Regions from separate parts of the Mus musculus genome. Here region 1 is linked to region 2. A link is a contact called in public Hi-C data. All regions are on one chromosome and are shown on one strand. Each heading gives the region's core, a stretch centred on a gene start, on an enhancer-like site or on the middle of the called end of the contact. The rest is flanking DNA. Distances are from core to core; before and after follow the strand shown.

The links. Hi-C and Micro-C count contacts between places; a contact is called where the count stands out from the background.
Region 1: a contact with region 2 is called in a Hi-C map of B cells, with 2.3 times the contacts expected there. The contact joins two enhancer-like sites. A contact is called at or near these places in 1 of 39 promoter capture datasets (liver) and 7 of 484 Hi-C or Micro-C datasets (B cells, the Ba/F3 cell line, the G1E-ER4 cell line and 3 more).

What each region holds. Positions count from the first base shown.
Region 1 is chr1:195,230,678-195,234,486 of GRCm38.p6, reverse strand. No RefSeq gene overlaps it. Among named protein-coding and RNA genes, the nearest start is that of Cr2, 56 kb to the right of the region's middle. Within about 2 kb of position 1,671, at least 8 of the 459 cell types and tissues checked have an H3K27ac peak or open chromatin away from gene starts, as enhancers often do. A contact at or near this core is called in B cells, where this site is marked.
Region 2 is chr1:194,983,823-194,987,396 of GRCm38.p6, reverse strand. No RefSeq gene overlaps it. Among named protein-coding and RNA genes, the nearest start is that of Gm16897, 8.7 kb to the right of the region's middle. Within about 2 kb of position 1,381, at least 44 of the 459 cell types and tissues checked have an H3K27ac peak or open chromatin away from gene starts, as enhancers often do. A contact at or near this core is called in B cells, where this site is marked.

The DNA of each region.
Region 1 (3,809 bases), core at 422-2,921, 250 kb before region 2:
GCAACAGAGCACCAGGTCTCCAATGCACACCAGACTCACCCTATTTGCTGGCAGGAAACCTGGCTCTGCCACCGGCTGCCTTGCTTGGGACCTGCACTGGACACAAGAGGAGCAGCTATGCCTTGGGCTCAGTGGGTAGGGCAAAAAGTGCTTTTAGAGGTAGCAGGCACAAAGTCAGACAAGTTCATAATGGCAAAAAGTCTAGAGTGCTTTCCTCCTTCAAGTATGGTATGCCCAGACCATTTTCTTTCACTTTGTGCCTTAATTCAGATCTCTTCTTTTTCTCGTTATTCTTTTTAGTTCATTCATTCGTTTCTTTCTCTTCCTTCCTTCCTTCCTTCCTTCCTTCCTTCCTTCCTTCCTTCCTTCCTTCCTTCCTTCCTTCCTTCCTTCTTTCCTTCCTTCCTTCCTCCCTCCCTCCCTTTCTCTCTCTCTTTCTTTCTCTCTCTTTCTCTTTTTCTTTCTTTCTTTCTACTAAGCTAAAGGACCAGCAATTTGATATTTTTTAACCTAATATTTTTGTGGTCTCTGTCTTGCATACTTACATACACACACAAACACACAAAAATCTTAAGTCTTTAATAGAATACACTTTAATAAGATACATTAGCCTAGCCCAACCTGTGAGCTGGGGACTGGGGTTTTTGGAGGCAATTGAACATTGGGGGTACCTCATCTCCAAGTCTCGATGCTTATGCCTCCAACTGCAAATGCTTATTGATTTTCAAAGTTTTCTTTGTCAGTGTATATGCGGGTGTCTGTGCACATATGTGCCACAATTTTCAGTTCTTAGTTTCCACCATGGGTCCCAGGGATTGAATTCAGGTAATCATACTATACAGCAAGTTCTTTTATCTGTGGAGTACCTTGCTTCTATTGCATGCATGCATGCAGGCATGCATGCGTGTGTGTGTGTGTGTGTGTGTGTGTGTGTGTGTGTGTGTGTGTGTAGTGTGTAATTTTCACATAAGTATGTGCTGTATATCTCTACTTCCTTACTATTTTACTTCCTTTCCTCTGTGCTTATCCTTGTCTATCATTTATTTTTGCCTCAGGACAGTTTTACTTTGTTCTTGCCATAGAGACATTCATGTGTTCACACTTTTGTACAAAATATAGAAACAAATACAGTGGGTGAAACAAAAATAAATTTTAAAAATAAAAATGTGTTATTTTTGTTCAGTATTCAGCAACATGCTTTTGTTCGATTTTTTTTCTAAAATTCATGTATAACAATTAATGGTCATTCAGCTTGAAAATTTTCCTTAATGATGATAATAGCGTTTTTCATTGATATTCTGGGGGTTTTCATAAATGTTATCATACTATCTGCAGATAAAATGATTTACCTCTGCCCTTTTTATTCTTATACATTTATATTAGTAAGTATCAACCAAAGCCTTCCATACAGTATTGTATGATAGCATAGAGCACAATGTCAACTTGTAATTCATACTAGTGACAGGACTAAAAGTGTCACATTTCTCCATCCTGACCACAGTTCTGTGCTGTCTATAAGGGTGGTCTCCACTTAGTAGGACTCAGTGGTACCACTCAGTAAATAGGGAAACAGAAGGGTGTTGTTTATGTGACCTTTTCTGGACAAACATCATCAGGTGCTTGTCTGAAGAAATGTGGATATGGATATAAGGTGTGGGGTGCCACCTTGTGGAAGAAAGTATTTAGTGCACTTGAGCTGTATCTTCTCCCATAGTTGTCTTGTCTGGCTCCAAGTCCCAAAGCTGGAGGAAACCTGAGTCACTCACACCACAAGCACTTAGTCTATAAGCCAAGTCAGATGTCTTGAATCTCTAAGCTAATCCCATATGCACTAATAGGAACTCAGTTGTGGTTATAGGACACCAAGAGGAATCTGCCTGTCATGGTGGTGGCCCACTATTAGTCCAAGAACTCAAGCAGGAGGGCAGAGGCAGGTAAATATCGGGGAGCAGAACATTCTACTCTATAAAAATATTTCCAGAATAAATACAAACAGAAAAAAACCTTCTGTTCCAAACTCTGATTTTCAGTAATTGATACTCAATATGAACGTGTCATTATAGATGTGTGTCCCTTCTGGGTGCAGATTGTAAGATAAACTTTATTATGCCAGGAGAATATTCATGAGAAAATAAACTAGAGCAGCCAGGCAGATAAGAACAGAAGTAATGGGGTTAGAGAGATGGTTCAGTGGTTAAGAGCGCTGGCTATTTTTCCCCAGACCCTAAGTTCAATTCCAAGAAGCCACAAGAATTCCATTATAGGTGTCTTACAACCATCTATAGTGAGTTCTAATGCCCTCTTCTGTCATGCAGGGGTAGATGCAGATAGACCACTCATATACATAGAATAAAAAAGAAAAATCTTCGATAGAAAAAAAGAAAAAATATTAAAACAATAATATTAGAATGTAAGACTAATTTTTACAGACAATATTTTGAAAGCCAAAGTAGCTGACTATGCTACTTTAAAAAAGCCTGGTGAGACGGCCCAGAGGATAAAGTTATTTGTTAATAAACCTGCATACCTGAGTTCAGCCCCTGGGCTCCACATGGTGGAAGAAAAGAACCAACTCCTGCAAGTTATTGTCTTATGTCAAGGCATATACATCTCTACCATCTCCAGTTAGTAAACAAACAAAAAGATCTGAGAAAAGAGGTGGAACTAAGCAGTCACAGTGAGAGCTGCTTTGCTTTTTAGGTCAATGCTATCAACAGATGCCATCAATTTTACCCTTCAATGATGTTTGGAGAACAGGAAGAATTCAATGGACATAAATCCCGTTTCCTGCTGAATTGCTTCAAGTTTTTCTCAATTTAGGATGATGATGTCTGTAAGATGCCACTTCCCCGCCCCCTGCCTCTCTCTATTACTCTCTGTCCTGAAACTCACTCTGTAGACCAGACTGGACTGACACTCAAAGATCCTACCTACCAATTGCACAAATTTTGATTTGTTTTGTTTTGGCAGGGTGGTTGAAGAGAAAGGCTGATGTCTGTGAATTTGAGGCTATTGAGCCAAAACAAAACAAAAAATATTCTGGCTTTCATTTTATAGAGACATGTTCCCTATAGTCATATTGTCTGTAGAACTTTGATCATGAAGGCATGCTGGATTGTATCAGAAAAGTTTTCTGTGTTTTGTACTGCAGGGTTTTTTGGTTTTTGTTTGTTTGTTTGTTTGTTTTTTTAACTTTCCTTTTCTTTCTTAAGATAGACAACTAGAGCTATAAATTTCACCAGGGTACATACATTGGGATGCTATTGAGAGACCAGACTAATTCTGTCTTGAGTTCAGGCTCCATCTTAGAGAACCTGACCTATGTTGAACTCCAGTTAACCAACAAGCCTGCCCAAGTTGATTATATATTCTGTTAGGTTCTGTGCCCTGGGAAACCAGTCATGATAGAAATCAGTAGAGCTGCTTTGTATAGTTACAATAAGTTTGGACCTGAGCCAACCATCCAGCAGCACTTCTTGCACCTGTGTATAACCTTTTATGGTTTTTGCTTTTAAAACCTGCTCCTGGGATGGACCCCAACATAAGAGGCATACTTGAAACAATATAAGAAACTATTTGGAATAGTGCTTCCATTTTGAGTAGGGGTTGAGTAAAGTTTAAGTTCCCAAGACCTCCTTGAAGACTGGCATCCTACCTGGCAGAAAGAGACATTTACCTGGGTCATTGACATTCTGTTTGGTGAATTAAGACATGAACTTTAGACAAGTTCCCTGCCACAGTTGAATACACAAAGCAATGGGAGCAGGATAAGTGTACAACAAAGACATGCTCCTAAAAAATTCCCCTAT
Region 2 (3,574 bases), core at 132-2,631:
TAATTAGTAGCAGTAGTAGTAGTAGTAGTAGTAGTAGTAGTAGTAGTAACAAATTCCAGGATAGATGTAGAGAAAATACCTTGTCACATCGTTAGTGGAAATGTAAATTAGTACAGCTGCGGTTTAAAAAAAAAATCGTATTTAGGGTCCTTAAAAGTAAAAAAAAAACCCAAAAACTAGAAACATGGCAATGTGCAGACCTGTTATGCATAGCACTCAGGAGGCTAAGACAGGAGGATCACGAGTTCTAGGCTAGTCTTGGCTCCATAGGGACACTCCATCACAAAACAACAAAGCAGAACAAGAAATACCCTGGAAACACAACTACCACATAATCCAACAATCTTAATATGAGAAATATATTTAAAGAAATTAAAGTTGGCATGTCAAAGAGACATTTTAATGCCATATTTACTGTAGCACTAGTCATAATAGCCAAGAGTGAGAATAAACTTCAGTGTCCATCAATAGGGGAATGGAAAAAGAAAATGTGGTATGTGTGTCAGTTTGTGTGGTGTGTATGTGTGTGGTGTGTGTGTGTCTGTATGTGTGTCTGTGTGTGTGTGTGTGTGTGTGGTGTGTGTCTCTGTGTGTGTGTATGTGGTGTGGTGTGTGCATGTGTGTGTGTGTGTATATGTGTGTGTGTGCATTGGAAGATTATTTCACAATAAAAGACTGAAATCCTGTTATTTGAAGCTATATAACCTAAGAGATATTACATTAAGTGTCGGAAGCATTTAAATTAGCAGAAGTAATATGGGCAAGAACTTCTTGGAGAGCCTGTGTTAAGAGATACCTTAATATGAAGACAAAAATACTAGAATGTCTTTTTAATGTTTTTGCTGAAAATAATAAGTCAAACCAAACTATTACCTAATATGTTTATGGGCATGGATACAATGCTTAAATTTATGTGGCAACTGTCACATAATGTGCAAGAGTATACTCATTTGAACTATTCTTATTAATAAACATTCTTAATCATTTATTCAATTTAATTATTCAACAAACAGCTTTTACATGGTAGTTGCTGTCTCTGCTCTGAAACAGAGCAAGGGACAAAACTGACAAAGATCACTGCTCCTGTAACTCCTGTTCCAGTAAACAGAGAGAGAAAAGACACTGATGTAAACTGTCTTAGTCGGTGTTTTACTGTTGTACAGAGACACCATGACCATGGTATAAAGGAAAGGATCTAATTGGGGCTTGCTTATAGTTTCAGAGATTCAGCCCACTCTCATTATGTCAGGAAGCATGGCAGCATGTAGGGAGACATAGGGTTAGAAGTTCTCTCATGGTGCTAAAAGTTCTACATCTAGATCTACAGACAACAGGAAGAGACACTGGGCCTGTCTTGGGCTTTGAAACCCCAGAGCCCCTGCTCAGTGATACACTTCCTCAAACAAGGTCACACCTAATTCAACACTGGGACATTTCCTAATCCCTCCCAAGTACTACAATTTCCTGATGACTACTAAGCATTCAAATACATGAGCCTGTGGGGGCCATTCTTATTCAAACCACCCCAGAAATATTTATTATATTAATGATGATAGAGAAAAATCCCGTGGAAAGGGGTACAGAGAATGCTAGAGAATGCTGAGCTATGAGAAGGCCCCAGAGAAGATAAGACCCATAGGAAAAAAGGAAAAAAAAAAAAAAAACACACAAGCTATGTGGGAAGAAGATTCCAGACAAGAGAACTAGAAATGAAAAGGCCCTAACACGAAGGCGGCCAATGATGATGGCATAAAGTGTAGTGAAACAAGAGCAAAGAGGACAGAGATGCAGCAGCACAGGAAATGGGTCCTACAGTCCTGATGAACACACGGGAGCCACTAGCCTCCACTGGAGATATGCTATGACTCAGCACAAATAGTAAATTAAACAAGAACAATGAAACCCACTTAAAAAATAAAAACACTTTTGGCATACTAGCTTAAATAAAATACATGACCACAATTAATTTTCAACAGCTCTTTTTCCTTTGCCAGAGGTTTTAAAATTACCTGTGTTATTCTCTAGTGTTTCTCACATTGTAACTCTATTTATTCTACAGTAATGATATAAGCTACACCATCCTGGGGGTCTCATTGAGGACCACAGTATTTATTGAATGAGATGAAAAGCTACCACTTGGGGTTGAGTACATCAGGATATAGTAAGACTTCTTTTTCATTGGAAGATTCTGGCTGCTGTGAGGACTCTAGCCTATGAGGGACAGAGAAGCAGAGATGACAGCAATTTGGCCAGGGTGCTGGCAGGAAAAGCAGTTCTGACAGGTCAGATTTGGGAGGTACTTTACAGATGGAATCAGGATTAGCACACGAGTGGGATAAAGACCACAAGAATGAGGAAAGTGATATACAACATCTAGTATTCTAATAAACACCGAAAAGGTTAGCATTCCCATTATTGTGATGGGAAAACTGAGTAAAAAAGTCAGTTTAGACTGGGATATGTTCAATGGTAAACGTATTAATATCAATACTGAGATGTTAAACCAGCAGACTCATATATGGGTCTACAACTCACGAGGAAGCCTGTATTAGAGACAAAAATTGGGAAGTATCACTACCCAAGGTTTTACTTCTTACTAGGGAAAAGTTATAACATAAATAAAATTACAGTGAAAGTAATAAAATAAAACTCATCAAGCAAATTCAGGAAAAAAAAATGCATGGTCATTGCTATTTCCCATCTGTGACTACTCTGAAATGAACTGGAGATTTAATTTGTAAGTAAGGCATTTAAAGATATGATGTGGAAAAGTGAGGATGGAAAAGATAAAGAGGAAGAATCCCAGGGAGAGAAAACTGAAAATGTGTTGCCAGTGAAGGCAATAAGAGACCAGAAACAGATGCCCTAGAAATAAGATGAAAATAGCCTCCAGGTAAAGGACAGGACCAACTATGTCCAACACTGCTAAGGAGCCACCCAATGAGGTGTGATCAAAGCCAGAGTGACCACTGGGAGAAGTGTCAGGAGTGGTGGGATTCCAGGTGGACATGAAAACATGAGCATGAATGAGGAAGCCTGAAAGGCAAAATCTGGGGCTTCTTTAAAATAACAAAACAGCAGCCAATGTAAATGTTTCAAAAGGAGAAACACCAGTGACGTGAACAGATCAGGGCTGGGTATCATCATGAACCCATGTGTGAGAGGGAAGGGTGCTCAGCAGGCAGGGACTGTCTATGACAGAACTGTGAATAGCAAACAGAGGAAGAGAAAAAGTATCACACATCGTAGCCACTGACAACTTTCAATGTTGTATTTACTATGTATTAATAATACCAAAATGCTGTATACAACACAGGAAGATACTCAAGAGTTTAACTGATATACAAAATATTGTTTAATTAAAAAATCAAATTCTAGCTGGGCAGTGGTGGTGCACGCCTTTAATCCCAGCACTTGGGAGGCAGAGGCAGGCGGATTTCTGAGTTCGAGGCCAGTCTGGTCTACAAAGTGAGTTCCAGGACAGCCAGGGCTACACAGAGAAATCCTGTCTCGAAAAACCAAAAAAAAAAAAAAAAAAAAAAAATCAAATTCTTAACCATGACTAGAGTTATGA